Regions from separate parts of the Rattus norvegicus genome. Here region 2 is linked to region 1. The links are chromatin contacts, called in public Hi-C maps. All regions are on one chromosome and are shown on one strand. Each heading gives the region's core, a stretch centred on a gene start, on an enhancer-like site or on the middle of the called end of the contact. The rest is flanking DNA. Distances are from core to core; before and after follow the strand shown. Region 1 overlaps Bbs9 (Bardet-Biedl syndrome 9). Region 2 has its middle 190 kb from the start of Bmper.

Region 1 (7,894 bases), core at 1,420-3,919:
TAGTTTAGTGTTTGATTGCCTGATCAATGCCGGGGTTATAGACCCAAATGGCTGAAAGGCCTCCATATAGCACAGAGGAGGACGAAAGTCAGAGAGCAATGTGTAGGACACAAAAGCAGTTGTGCACCCCAGTGTTGGTTTGTTTAAAAGAGAGACATGCAAAGGATTCTGGACTCTTCGTCCCCACGCAATCAGTCGGTGAGGGGAGTTCATTTGTAGAATCTGCCTCTTGACGCTGGTAATAATTTATGTAGAATTTACTACATCTTAAAAATATAGATTGCTCCCCCCCATGTCTGTGTGTGTGTGTGTCTGTCTGTCTGTCTGTCCGTCTGTCTGCGTCTCTGTCTGTATCCATAGGATACAGCATGGTGTTATGAAAAGGACTTCTGCCTTATGGGTTTGGGGTGGACCTGATTTGCATCTTTGCCTTGACATATGGTTTTGACCAAGTTGGCTAACCTTTCTGAATCTTATTTTCTTCATTAGTCATAAACAATAACTTTCTAGAAAGGTTGTTAAAAAGATTCAGATATAATCTCTATTGAATTCTCAAGCCTATGTCTGGCACATGGTACGTATAGTAAGTGGCTCTGTTTTAATAGTACATTTATTCAGTTTTTATTAGCTTGATAAAGCTTAGCAAGTCCTGTACACCACCCCCAGTTTCACAGACTTAATGCTGTATATACCTTTGGCAATCTACATAATGTGTAACTCTTAAGTTATTTGTGTAAGTAATGCTAACATCACAATGAACATCAAGAAACTTCTTGAAAGGCAATACCTACGATTATTTAAACTCAAGACTTTGACCCACCCCACAAGTGGATTACTGGATTAATATTTCCTGATCATGGAAAGGAAAGTATGGGCATATTTGTCAGTGGGCCAGACCTAGTCTGGTATTTATAATTATAATTATAAAACTTCTAATATCACCCATCAAAACACATTTCTGATTGTCATTTTGGTACTTCGGAGTCTCCAGTGTTGACTGAGATACCAACTCCCTGAATGTCAGTGTTCACGGCCTCCTGCTCTGACTCTAGGCTCCGCTTCTGATAGGAATCAAAAGTGTTTTAGTATAAGATCACGGACTCTAGACCAGACGTCCCAACAAGGGCGATTTTGTTCCAAGGACATTGACTGTCGGCAACGTCTGGAGATACTCTTGGTTGTTAGAGCTAATGGTAGGAGATGTTACTGGCACCTAGAGTGTCGAGCACAAGACGCCGTGTACTTCCTGCAGTTGCAGAGGCCGTCCAACGGTGAGGACTTCCCTGAGCTCTCCACCCTCAGAGCAGTGAGCAGTGAAGATTTGGGCGAATCTGTGTAAGAGGTGCATGTGGTGGTGTAGATATTGTCGATCCTGGTTATTTACAGAAACAGTCAGCCTAATCAATCACGCAGCCCACAGACGTTTTTAAGATGTGACAGACTCGATCTTGTTCATCTGGAAGGCAAGCTTGCCCGGAGCAGTGCTGCCTGGTGCATTCTCGTGTTATGGAGTCATTGGAAGTTCTCATTTATTTTAGAATATCAACTGCTCATGAAAGTCTTGCCACATGTGAGATATGGGGGTGGGTAAAGCTAGTAACAAGGCAGCCTCTGGCCTGGAAGCATTTAGAGTAGAAACTGAGTGCAGAGCGTCTCCAACAAGGCCTCTTCCAGGTCTAGTGTCCCAGCAGCCATGCCTGTAGGCATGCTCTTCTTTACCCTTCCTGCTACATGAACCCTGGCAGTCCCACTTGTTGCCTTGCGTTATTCTGTGGACATATCCTGTGTACACATGTATGTCATGTTGTTGTATATACATATCCCATGTACAGAAACATTCTTTCCATGTACTCTAGTTGTAAGCTTGTTCTACCAGGCAGTAAGGGTATGAATAATATCTTTTGCTTTAAAAAGCAAAATCATAAAAACCACAAGTGTTTAGAAGAACTAGACCCTCTTCGCAGACTTATTTTTGCCTATTTACACGTGAGTATGTATGTTTGCATGTACATGCATGTGTGCATATGTGTACATGTATGTAAATGTTACTTCACCTCAGGAAGTCTGAGGAAATGGTCAATATCATCACCGACACAGTGGGGTCCCCAGGTTCTCCCAGAAGCGGATCAATAGCGTACTGTAATTGATCACATGTAGAACTCATCGTAACACTGACTGCCTTAGGTAGAGGGGAGCCTGGGGACAGCCAGCCAGCCAGCTCCCCATCTCACTGCTGCTCCCCTCCATGGACTGCGGTACTCCATGCTGCGTGGGTGGCTTCCTACTCACAGACATGTCTGTCTAGAAGACTGTTGCCCAAGGCATTCTAAACTTAGAAGCTATTCAGACCCTGTGGATGTTGTTTTTGGAGAGAGATAACTGTGGCATTCTCCAGGGCTTGTAAATGAGCTCTTGCATTGCCAACCACAGATTCCTGCTTCACTAAGCAATGTGTTCAGTGACAGAGCATGGCCCAGAAAATATTCATTTGTCTTTTTACAACCTGATTCCGTTAATTATTATTGTTTTTTTAAATTTGGGTTTCACTTGGCTGTAGGTAGATCATTTTATAGAAAGAGGTAAAACTTAGACCAGCCATCAGGGGTGCGGAGAGGTACGGAGGTAAAAATCGTAATCAGGCCTGAGATCAGTTGTATTTTTAGCTTTATATGAGACAGGCATTGGAGTCAGTTTCCTTTCAGCTGATGAAGTTACATGTCTACTTGGTGAATAAGCTGTGCAGAAATAGCAGAATTATTCTCTGTGTCACTTATAAGTTATTTGCCTCTCTCCTTTTAACATTTTTATGAATCAATGGTATACATTCGAAATGCCTCAGCTAACAGCTATGTCCCCACAGTGGTTACCTTTACATTCTTCTGGGCAGTACACTGAAAAGGAAAAGGAGGGGGTTCTTAAGTATAATGAAGTTTCTCAGGAGTCATTTGTTTTCTAAAACGAGTTCTATGTGAATTTTCCAGGCACTTGGCAGGAACAGATTAGTGTCAGGGAAATTCTAGGCAAAAGCACCTTGATTTCCAGGGTCACGGCCGTCATGCCCTGCTGCTCCTAAGCAGCAAGGCCCAGGTTGTTTCTTTATCATGTTATGGACATAGAATGCGTGAGTCAAGCTTTTAATGAGACATACGCATCGATTTCCGCTCTTACTAGCCCTGCCAGTGGTCACGATGGAAATGTATTCTAATTCCAGGCTTGGAAATGAAAGTTCCACGGTGTATGCGAGCTGCAGGGCCTCCCAGTGAGAGCCACTGCAGAGCAGAATCCATTCTTCATCGTCTGTATGTAAACTAATGGGGCACTAAACATGGCTAAGAAGTAATGCTCTATGTGGTGGTGAGCACTCGGGAGGCGGAGGCTGATGGATTCCTGAGTTCAGTGCCAGCCTGGTCTACAAGGCGAGTTCCAGGACAGCCAGGGGTCTACAGAGAGAGACTGTCTCAAACAAACCACCACCAACAAGCAAAGTCGGATCCCTGCTATGCTTTCGTAATAAAACTCCCAGGGTTGGCTTTCGTCTGAGCATGAGTTCATAGAGGCCCTAGATTCAGGATGGGCTTACTGTACAAACCTGGGAAGCTCACCGTGCCTTCCTGACACCCATGATCTTTCTCGTTTCTTTTTGAATCTTTAAATAAGATTTTCCTTTTGCTGAGAGAACAATGCTTTTGGATATGAATTGCATCTTTACAGCCAAAGTAAACTTCATCCTCATTGGAAAGCTTTTGCCATGCCGCAGTCTGGACTGTGGGAATGCCATCTCAAATAATACTGAAAAGGGGAAGTGTGTGTGTGTGTGTGTGTGTGTGTGTGTGTGTGTGTGTGTGTGTACCCGCGGAGGCAGAACAGGATGTGGAATTCCCTGAAGTTAGAGATGGTTGTGAGCCATCTCGTTGTGGGCGTGGGCACTGAGAACTGAGCTCTGGTCCTCTGCAAGAGCAGCAAGGGCTCCTAGCAGCTGAGCCATCTCTCCAGCCCCTGTCTTCATGTTTTAATCGAAGTATAACAAAGTAAAACAAGGGATCCAGTACATCTGACTTTCAAAGCTTTCAGTAGTATGTTTGATTCTGTGTTTCATGACATTTTAATTTGAAATTTGGTGAAATTTAGCTACAAAATGAAGGCTATCCTAGTGAATGATCACAAAGGGCGGAGCATGGAAGAGTGGTGACCCCCTGTTCCCCTCACCTGGGAGAGGGGACTTCGTATTAGGAGATAAGTCCTCCCTTTTCAATGCTATCATTTGTCTAATAAAATAATCTGCCTGTTATACCTAGACTTTATGGGGAACATTAAGAAATAGTTAACAGAAGCCAAATTAACTAGAAATAAATAGAAGGGATGTTTGCTGGCTTTTACTGAGTCTTCATGTAGGTGAGTGAACTAACTCTGAGGGAGATGAAGGCTGCGCAGCCTGTAGTTGGCTCCACCCACACTCATACATGAGCCTATGGGCTCCACCCACACTCATACATGAGCCTGTAGTTGGCTCCACCCATACTCATACATGAGCCTATGGGCTCCACCCACACTCATACATGAGCCTGTAATTGGCTCCACCCACACTCATACATGAGCCTGTAATTGGCTCCACCCACACTCATACATGAGCCTGTAGTTGGCTCCACCCACACTCATACATGAGCCTATGGGCTCCACCCACACTCATACATGAGCCTATGAGCTCCACCCACACTCATACATGAGCCTATGGGCTCCACAGTCACAGGACCATCCTGACATTCTGGATGTCACTAAGCAGTAGTGGATGAGCACTTCTCCTTTTCCTCTTCACAGCAGTGTGTCCAGACAGCTGACAAGAACCAACTTGTTTTGGTTCCTGGTTTAAAGAAAGTGGTCCATTGCTGGGGAGGGGAGTGGAGGACAGGCCCCTGGGCGGAGAGGGCCTGTCTGCTTGGTTCCCAGACTCCATGCGTGCCAGCATGGCCATCCACGGGGCCATGTTGATCTCCATTGACTTAACATGTTCATCCACGTTGGTCCATTACTAGAATAGATAGATCTACCCCAAACCATATTGCATATTGAAGTCCAGCCAAGCTGAGAGGTACCGCTGGGGCACCAGATGGCTATTGTTGTATGTCCTGCCTCTGATGAGGCCAGGGTGCAGGTAGGCAGGCACAGGCAGTGTTCTGTGGTGAGATTCCTGGCTCGGATATGCAGTGTGGCTCTGCTGTTTGTTGTTTGATCCCTTCTGTAGTTCTTTCTCCTTATCTTTAACATGGTGCCTACCTCATAGGGTTGTTTCTGAGAATTAAATGGGCTAATCCCTGTAAAGATTTTAGCCTGTGTTTGGTTCCTAGAAAGCCTTCAGGGAAATGTTGACAATTGTCACATACATGAGTTTGTTTAGACTATGGAAAACACCGTAACTTGTGATTTATAGAAAAACATGTTTAGACTACTAAAAACACTGTAACTCGAGATTTATAGGAAAACAGAAGAGCCATCATTTTCTGAAAAGTAGCTTCACCAAAGGGGAAGGCCAGAAAAATTACTCTTTAGTGTAGCGTTCCTGTCTCTGAGCTACACAGAGTGTACCATTCCCTTTGTTGAGAGAAAACGAGTAACCTGAGATTTAGCTCAGTGGTAGAGCCCTTGCCTAGGAAGCGCAAGGCCCTGGGTTCAGTCCCCAGCTCGGGAAAAAAAGAACCAAAAAAAAAAAAAAAAAAAAAAAAGAGAGAGAGAGAGAAAACGAGAGTGGTGAGGTCGAGTTCGTACACATTCATTATGAACTTGCTGCCGTTCTGATGTGACTTTGGGCAGTGCTGGCCCACTTCAGGAAGAAAGCCACCTTCTTCAGCCATCTTGGGGTGAAAGCCCCAAAGATGTAAGGTGTAGGTTCCACACAGGCCCTGCCCGTGATGGGTGTGACGTCTGAGCAGCACTCACATTCCATTATAAAGCAGGACCCGTTGCTGGTGCTGTGGGGTCACCTGTGGATACACGTGTCTCTGTGCAGAGGGCACTCGCTGAGAAGGCAGCAAACCGCTGAAGCGCTGGCAGCTCTCTGCCCCTGCTCACTGACCTGGCCTGTGTGCACAGATGGCTCTAAGCCTTTAACCCTTCACTGGGAAATGGAGACAGGGTGGGGTGGGGTGGGTGGGGGCCGTCCGCAGGTTCTGTCTCAGAGGACAGAATGATGGATGCTAACAGCTCTGAGCACGCCGCCTGGATCACAGTCAGTCTCCACAGCAGCACAGTAGGACTCTGTGCCACACACGAGATGTGGAAGCCGATTGGGCCAGCTTAGGTGGAGAAATTGGACATGTCCGTGTTCACATAGCATGATTCATGTCTACTCCGTTGTTGCGGCTGCTGCTTTCCTGTAACCAATTTTAGAGCCTGTCTTGGCAGCTGGAAGTGTTTGGGATTAATTTCACACTCGCTTTATGAGTCGAGTGCTTTCCTGCAGCTCCCTGGGCCTCTGCCTTGTTACTCTGGCATCAACTGATATGGCCATCAGACAGAGATGTCCTTTGGGGTCTCTGTTTTATTTGGAAACCATCAATTTGCAAAAGCAAAACAAAAGCCATCAGCACATTGTGCTTGAAGTTGTTAGCATTTATTGTTTCCTATAGGCCTCCCTTCTGTAGTTCTGTTGAACACTAGGGAACACACAGCTTGCTCAGACAGTCATGAGCCTGGAAAAAAATCTCTCTCCCTCAAATGTTAATTCCTAGCATTTGGTTGGCTTCACTTCTCAGTTCCAGGTGATCTGGGAGATCTTCTGGGCCTTGGTCATTCAGATCTGAACCTTGATGGGCCTAGTTTTTCCAACTCTTTTTAATATGCTAATTCTGTTTAATTCATCTGGCTCTCCTGGAGAACAAAGTAAACTTGGCTGTTACATGCAAAACTAAATTGAGAACATGGAGATCTGTTTAGTATTTCATGCTGGCCAGTAGGTCAGGAAGATTTTCCTTGGGGGTAATTTACATAAGGAATTGTTTATTCCATTTCTTTCCAGTTTCTGTGAACATTTGGGGATAAGGGACCATTTCCACCATGACAGGAATCCATCCAGGGAGACTGAAAGGCTGAGAGACAGTGCTTCTCCCAGACTGATGTATCTTGAGCCTTGTTCTGGGAAGATGCTGGGACTTGGGCCGCCGTCACACTACGTCACTCTTTCACTACGGCTGGGCTGAACAAGTTGAGTGGCTCCGTGAACTGGCGTGTTGCTGCCCTTGGTGAGACTTTCCCCTTGGTTGCGAGGAACATGCATCGACGCTTCACCAGTGTCCCAGTGAGGGCCACGGCGTTTGTTCTGCCTGCTTTATTGTGCTTTATGGACGAACACAGATATCCAGAATACTTGGTGCTTTCAGAGTCAAGTGCCCGCCCACCACCTGAGCGTTCCCCAAGAGCAGCCTCTCAGTTTGTTGGCATTCTGTTCTCCTCTTTAAAGGCCTCCTCCTCACTCCCAGTGTGTTGGGAGGCCTCCCTTCTCGGTGGTGTGCAGAGAAGTCATTAACATAATTCCAGTAGCAGATTTCAAGCTGTTGATGTGAGGTCTCTGAGTATGGAGTTGGAAGTCGGAAGAAATGGGCGGTAGGCCATACTGCGAAGCATCAACCAAAGTCAGATAAACTAAGTAAAGATTTCCACAAGGCCTACATACCAGCAGCAAATAATGAATTTTGAGTATTTATTAATCCTTTTTTGGGTAATTTATTTTAAGTCCTGTAATTCTTAGCAATGGCCATATGAAATGACTGGCTTACAAAATTCCTGAGAATTGAGCAATTGGATCCTTCTCTTGATCTGGGAGGGGCTCACTGATCCAGCTCCAGTGTGCTTCCCTTCACACGCCCCTCCTCCCTGGAGCCTTCCAGCGGGAGTTAGGCTGCTC
Region 2 (7,894 bases), core at 3,788-6,287, 190 kb after region 1:
CATGGAGGTCAGAGGTCAACTTTGTGCCTAAGTATTTGGCCTTCATCTCTTTTGTGTGTGGCTACCTGGCCTATGAGCTCCCGGGATCTTGTCTCTGCTCCCAGCTCCCTGTGGGAGGACTGAGAGTATAGTTGTGTGCTATCATGCCCAGCTCTTATGGGGTCTGGGGATTTGAACTCAGGTTTTCAGGCTTGCATGTTGCTAAGTCCAGCATGGCCCTGGTGGAGACAATGTGACACGGTTCCTGCCCTTGTGACAGGCTTGGTGTGAGCCTCCTAGAGTGATGGCTTCTGTGGGCGTAGGCTTGTTTGTATAATTATGTACAGATTTTCACATTCCTCCGAGGAATGTCCTCCGGGTTAACTTTAATGACTCCAAGACAGTTTGAAACAGCATGAGGTGGTGCGGCTAATGTCTCAGAAAAGAGGTAAATGCTGGGACCTTCAGGGCAGCCCTTAAGGAAAGAGCTCTAGATACATGAGTTCGATATATGTAAATTCTCAACTATGTAAAATATAAGAATGCAATATAAATTTTGAGGGGCTTTATGAATATAAAGGAACAAAGGCAGCTAGCTACACTATGAGCCAGCTTGTCAGAAAGACACAAAAGCAGGCAGATTCCGGAGTTCAAGGTCAGCCTGGGACACAGCAAGGTTAGGCCCACGAGTGATAGAAATGGTAATTTCAGGGGGTCACACCCAACTAGTTTATCTTTTGTGCTTAACAAAGGCCCAACGTGCGTTCTGCAATGTTAAGAAAAAAAAATGTATTCATGCTATCTCTTAAGAATCAAAGTGCTGGGGTCAGGAGATGTTGATTCATAAGATAATCAAAAGGGAACCTGGAATTAATTACTGAATAAATATGCAAATAAGAAACTGGACTTTTGGTCTGCAAGAGATGAGCTAGCAGAAGCGCAAAGCAATTCCTTCTTAGGTTTTTCTCTAGAAAGAGCTGAACTGGGCTGGAGGGATGGCTCAGTGGTTAAGAGCACTGACTGCTCTTCCAGAGGTCCTGAGTTCAAATCCCAGCAACCACATGAGAGCTCACAACCATCTGTAATGGGATCCGATGCCCTCTTCTGGTTCTGAAGACAGCAATAGTGTACTCGTATACATAAGTTAATTAAAAAAAAAAAAAAAAGCTGAGCTGTCTTGAAATCTCTAGAGAACAAAATAGCTCTTCAAGAATTTTCTCTTAACAGGATTTCTGACTTGGTCAGAAGACATAGTAAGTTTTTATAGCAACTTTCCCGACTTAGTCAGAAAACCCACGAGCTATCCAGATAATATTTAGAATTTTTACCTGTAGAGAGAGCAGTCTGTAAGGCCATCTCAGCAGAACCCAGGCCGCCGGCTCGCCCATGACTTGACTTTGAGTCGTTCTTTTTGCTGCTCCCAGTTACCCCTTCTCTCAGAACTCCTTCCCATGCTGTGTCTGGTCTCTGGGTAGCCTGTCAAGCACTGACCACTGGGCTGTCTCCTCAGACCCATTTCATTTATAACACTTGCAAAATTATTACCATAACTGTTGAAACTGCTGTTGATTGACACGTAGGCGGTTAACAAACTCCAGCTCTTATAGACAAGGCTTTCTGGTGATTGTTTACTAAGAATGAATGTTACCACACTAGTTTTCTACAGCTGCCGTAACAAATTACCCCAAATTTGGTAGCTTAAAATAACAAAGGTTTATTCCCTCAAGATAACGGAGCCAGAAATTCAAATTAGTCTCACTGAGAGTTCAAGGCAGCAGCAGGGCCACCTTCCTTCTGGAGATTGTAGTTCAATGGGTCTCAACCAGTAGGACACTACAGGGGTTGCATATCAGACAGCCTGTATATCAGACATTTACATTACGATTCACACCGGTGCCAAAATTACAGTCACGAAGTAGCAGCGAAAATAATGCTATGGCTGGGGCTCACCACAATATGAGGAAGGTTGACCGCTCTGGCTTGTTCTTTCAACCTTTGCCCTGGGTGTCACTTTAAGTCACATGCATGTGACCTCCGGCTGTTTACCCTGTGTTTACCTCTTCCCTAGGAGGGCACAGCTGCCCCTCAGGATGGTTGGTCATCACCATCAGCCTGGCTGGTGATCACTGCCTATGGGCGTCTCCAGACTGCTGTTCTTCACCTGCTTCTCTCGTCAAACACGAGAATTCTCTCGTGTTATCTGCATGAACAGTAGTGCCTTCCCTGACACTCATACATCAAGTCCTGGCAATTTTAACAGAATGGAAAAATACCATCTCTACAAATCACGTTTCCCACAAAAACCCCAAGTCCGAAGGTTTATTTTGTACGATAAATCGTTCTTACCTGCTTATCATGTGTGCTGTGCTGGCCCAAGCAGAACGAGGAGTCACCCACGCTAATTACGTGTTAGAAGCCGTCAGCTTCCGCTCACTTACATCCTGCAGGATTGTTAGCAGGAAATCTCAACGGCAAACGCACTGAGGGACTGAAGGTGCAGCTTCAGGGCAGGCCCAGGCTTTCTCCAAAGACCTGATGCCATCTCTGTAGCAACTTCTTGTGTTTCCTCATTTTGCAATTCGGCGAGGCACAAGGTAAAGATCACGTGACTAGACATTGAACCAACAAAGACTCACCTCCTGGATCTCCCACCAACCGAGACTTTGGCCAAATAAGAGAATCTGATAAACTAGGGAAACGGGCAGAATAAATCATGGCTGGTGTTGCACTGAAGACTCTGGGAGATGGTTGCTGTTGTGGAGGTGCACGGCTGGCACGTGGGCACAGCTCACTTTGACGTTTTACTCTGGGTTTTCTCAAGCCCAGAGGCCACATGCCATATCACGCATGTGATCCACACCTCTGCATATTAAACCTCACATTTACATTTACATTGGCATTCACATTTACACCTTTAAAATTTACACTTAAAAAGTTTTCCCCCTCGCAAAACTTTTCACAACTTTTTAAAATTGAAAATAGATTTTTTTTCATACCATCTATCCTGATTATGGTTCCCCCTCATCTAAATCCTTCAAGATCTCCTCCAAAGATGCTTCAATGTCTCTTGCTCCGTTCGAGTTTCCTGTTTTAGATTTATTTCACAGCGGGAGTGTTTTGCCTGCAAGTATTTATGTATACCATGTGTATGGCTAGTACCTGCAGAGGTCAGAAGAGGGCAGCCACGTAGGTGCTGGGAATCAAACCCCTGTCCTCTGGAAGAGTAACAAATGCATTATCTACTAGTCCCACCTCCCCAGTCCCTTAAATGCCTTTGTAAATTATTGATTTTATTTTATATGTCTTCTATGCATGATGTCTGTGCCGCACAAGTTTGCATTGCCCTTGAAGGCAGAAAAGGGAGTGTTGGGTCTCCTGAAGCAGGAGCTTGTTGTGAGGCGCCATGTGGGTGCTGGGCCCAGACACCAGGTCCTTTGTTAGAGCAGCAGAATTATTAGCCCCTGAGCCAGCTCTTCAGCTCCATTTATCCATCCTTTTTAAAGACAAAATGTAGACACTGTTCCACTTGCATTTTCGTTCGATCTTGTCCCCGTCCCTCAAACACAATTTCGAAAACGTTGGAACCCTTTTAAGTAGCTTGCTATACATCTGTAAACCAAGTTAATACTTTTTTTGTTTTAAAAATCTATAGTAGCTGCTGGACATGTCTTTTTCTGTCCTGATATTTGGAATGAATCAATAATTTATCCTAGAGATTTATACTTATTTTATATGTAGTATATTAATTGATAAAAACTGATACTTGTGATAATTTTTCTATGAGTAAACAACTAAATTTACAGCCTTACAATAACTCTATGAAGGTTACTTTTAAGTTAATTTATTTTACATGTATGGATGCTTTGACTGAATGTTTGTCTGTTAATACATGTGTACAGTGCCCATGGAGGCCAGAAGAGGGGTCCCCTGGAGATGAAGTTATAGACAGTTGTTAGCTGTCATGTGGGTGCTAGGAACCAAACTTGGGACCTCTGCAAGAGCCACAAATGCTCCTAAGGACTGAGCCATCTCTCCAGGCTCTAAACGGAGTATTCTTGCTTTGGTTTCCTTATTGTTGTTATCATTTTAAACAAATACCTCAAGTGGCTGCTGAGATGGCTCAGCAGGGAAATAGGCTTGGCACCAAGCCTATGGCCTAAGTTAGAGCTCTCCACCCACGTGGGGGAGGAGAGAATCCACTCCTGCAGACTGTCCTCTGGCCTGCACTCAGGTGCCAAGGCACACGCAGGCTACCTGCTCCAACAAATGCATAACTGTAGAAAAGTAAGAAGTACCTCGCAAATGAACTATTTGGGCACGTATGAGTTTTATTACCTACTATCAATTTTCCTATGTGTATTTTTATCAGTATGTGTTAACCATACAGAGTGTAGGGTTTCAGCAGAACGTTTCGTCGTGTGCATGTAACCCACACTGATGGTATTCTCTTTATGCTATACTGTCCCGTCTGCTTTTCTTAACCTCTTTCCACATCCCAGTGTTTCTCCCTTTATTTTTTGCCTTCCTTTCCTTTTTGTCCGAATTTCCATTCACTACTGGAAAAATGCAATATTAATCTTTCTAAGCCGATTCATTTCATTCAACACGATCATCTCTGTATCCATTTTCCTTTAGATGTCATGATTTAAGTCTTCTTTGTGGCTGGGTAAAACTCCATCATGATCTACAATGTAGCTGTTCTCTTTCCTTCCCTGGGGGTCTGTCAGTGGGCGTCTGTGATGGTTTGAATGGGAAGTGTCTTCACACACTCGCGCATTTGAACACTCAGTCCCCAGTTGGTAGAGCAGTGTTGGGAGGAAATGTTACCTTTAGGAGATGGAGTCTTATTGGAAGAAATACCTCACTGGCAATGGGCTTGGGGCGTTTATAACCTCACCCCACTTCTATTTCATGCTCTCTGTTTCCTTCCTATGAGTGGAGCTGCGATCTCTCAATTTCTTTGCCATGACTCCCCCACCAGAAACTCTTTCTCTCTTTGGAACCGTAAGCTAAAACAAGCTCTTTCTTCTGTACGCTGCTTTTGGTCATGATGATTCATCATAGCAACAGGGAATGCTACAGCTGTTGAGGTAGAAATCTCGGCTCATGTCCAGACAGAACACACCAAACCAATATGGTTCCACGTGGAGAGATTTAATGAGAAAAGAAGAGTAGAAGGGGGGAGAAGTAAAGGAGACTGGGCCACGGGCACCTGGAGGGAAGTGGGGGATGGAGAGAGAAGGGACAAGGGGAAGAGCAGGGAAGAGAAGAGAACAAAGAGCAAGAGAGAGCAAGAGAAAGAGGAGGGGGCAAGCAGCCCTCTTTATAGTCAGGCACAGCTGGCTGTTGTTAGGCAACTGTGGGGCGGAGCATACCGGGCAGGTAGCTGTGGGGGTGGAGCTTAGACAGAATACCAACAACAGTATTTATGTAGGGCTCCGGCTTAGCTTAAGAAGCAGTTGAAAGCCTAAAAAGCCATAGTTGTAGGAGGTGGTTCTGATGCTTTGATCTGGAACCTTCCTGTAAACGCTGAAGGTTCTGTTCTCCAATTGGTTCTTGATCAATGACTAAAGATGCCAGCAGCCAATGGCTGGGAAGAAGAGGCGGGACTTCCAGGTTCCTAAAGGCCGGTTAGGAGACACAGGAGGAAAAAGGGAATTCACCATGCTTCGGAGGAAGAATCACGAGCTATGTGAGATCAGGGTGGAGTGATTGGCCACTTCCCCAGGCAGAAGACTAGAAACGCAACTAAGCTGGGGGCAGATGTAAGGTGCTGAGGAAGGAGTAAAGGAAAAGACACGTTCACCTAGCTGCGAGAGGCTTAGAAAAGTCCAGCCGCTGAGCTAAATGTGTGTGTGTGTGGGGGGGGGGGGGGGGACTAGCCAAGAACTCAAAGCAGTGTAGAAAAACTACATGCTACACATAGTTTTCTAAATATTCTCCCAACAGGAGATTTTTCTAGACTATATCTGAAGAACTAAAGCAAACAAATAAACACCGAGAAACAAACAAAAAATGGAATCGTATAAATGTGACTAACCCAACAAATGGGCGGTGGACACAACAGACTTTTCACATGAAGAAATACAAATAGCCGATAAATACATGAACTGTTCAACATCCTTAGCTACCTGGGAAATGCTCCACTGAGACTCCATCTCACCTTAGTCCAAGGTAAAGGCCACGGGGTAAAAAAGCAGCACATGCTGGCAAAGATGCTGGGTTGGGGAGGAGCCCTTGAACATAGCTGGTGGGCGTGTGAACTAGTGCGGCTGCAGCGGAAATTGGTACAGAGGCTCCCTCAAAAAACTAAGCGCAGAACTACCACGTGATCCAGCCACACCACATGATCCAGTCACACCACGTGATCCAGCCACACCACGTGATCCAGCCGCACCACGGGCTGTCCACTGGACAGAATCTAACTTCTCAACAGAGATGCTTGGCACCACATTAACTGAGGCACTATTCATGCTATCCCCAAAAGCTGAGCTATAGTATCAGTTTATGATAAAATTTTACTACATCTTCACCGTCATCATTTCTGGGAATGACCAGAGGATATGAATGACCCTTTTTCTTTCACATCATCACCAGCAGTGAATAATCTGATTCCTGCTGGTGTTTGCTGATCTTGGTCATGTGTCTGGCGAGTTGAGGACTGGCGTCTGTATTACCTTAAGTTTGTCAGTTATCGGTTTGGCTTTTCTCCTTATTTATCTCTGCGTGCATTGTTATCTTTCATATACTTTGCAACTATGTTGCCCAATCTGCTGCTGTTATATTAATTCTGGTGGTAGGTTTTTACTTTGTGGAATTTTTAATGTCTTATACATTCAAATGGTTAAATCTATCAAAAATTTAAACTAAAATTGTTACTTTTTGTTGTAGAATTCTGTTCAATTAAAATATGCTGTTGCATTTGCTGTGTGAAAGAGCATTAAGGGTTAAAAGTAACAGACAACTATGGCTCAGGGGAAACTTGAAATTTAGTTTTCGGGCAAGATAGATAAAACTATAGTCAATAATATAAGCCGTCCACGATGAGTGTCAAATACTTGGCACAAAACGAGGTGATTTCATGTTGGCTGCCCGGAAACAGAGAACAGAGAGCACTGCCTCTGCCGAATCCGTGACTAGATCAGCCAGATGACTCATGGCAGTGCAGGACATCAGGGCTGGAACAGCCTAGAGACCCATCTCATCTGATTTGTGCACATGGAATAAACAGTCTGACTTTTAACACTGACTGAGCTCCTATCCACATGACAGCTGACTGTTAGCCCCACCAAAGGCTCTCCAAGGTGACACAGGGTACCTCAGGCTGTGTTCACCCCAGGTTCTTATGCCGTATCCTCAACACAGAGCAGTTGTCACTCAGCCTACCACAGTTCCATTGAAGCCACTAATGCCAACACCAGAGCCCCACTGTTGTGAATGGGGCCCTGGGGTACAAAGGCAGTGAAGGGTAAGGGATCCATCTGGTGTGCTCCTTGACTCAAACTCTTGCTCCCCGATTGGGGCTCTGGGTCTTAAAAGGTTTCTATGTGGAGCTTTCCCTGTGATCTGAATGTTGGGATTCTAGTTTGTCCTTTCTTTATCTCATACAGTCCTTGAACAAGAGCTTCTTACATGTATGGCTTCTTATCAGTGTCTGATTGTTTCTTACCATACAAGCGTCCAAAACCCAGGACCACAGGGTACTCTCGCTAAGAGTGAGAGCAGGGAGTCAGGCATGGCCGTTCACCTTGTGGCAAGAAGGGGACTGAGGCAGGAGGATCACTGGGTGTTTGAGGCTAGCTGAACTTAACAGAATGAGTTCCAGTCTAATTTGTAATACAAACAAACAAAACCCTGAATAAAAACAGGAGTTAACAGCAAAATCTGTGAACTGGAGGGACAGCTCGGTAGCTCT

The links. Hi-C and Micro-C count contacts between places; a contact is called where the count stands out from the background.
Region 2: a Hi-C map of the A7r5 cell line shows a contact between it and region 1, with 1.9 times the contacts expected there. The contact joins two enhancer-like sites.

The regions. Positions count from the first base shown.
Region 1 is chr8:29,621,977-29,629,870 of GRCr8, forward strand. The region is part of intron 19 of Bbs9 (Bardet-Biedl syndrome 9); the gene reads left to right. Among named protein-coding and RNA genes, the nearest start is that of Bbs9, 340 kb to the left of the region's middle. Within about 2 kb of position 2,670, at least 25 of the 93 cell types and tissues checked have an H3K27ac peak or open chromatin away from gene starts, as enhancers often do. A contact at or near this core is called in the A7r5 cell line, where this site is marked.
Region 2 is chr8:29,814,559-29,822,452 of GRCr8, forward strand. No RefSeq gene overlaps it. Among named protein-coding and RNA genes, the nearest start is that of Bmper, 190 kb to the right of the region's middle. Within about 2 kb of position 5,038, at least 10 of the 93 cell types and tissues checked have an H3K27ac peak or open chromatin away from gene starts, as enhancers often do. A contact at or near this core is called in the A7r5 cell line, where this site is marked.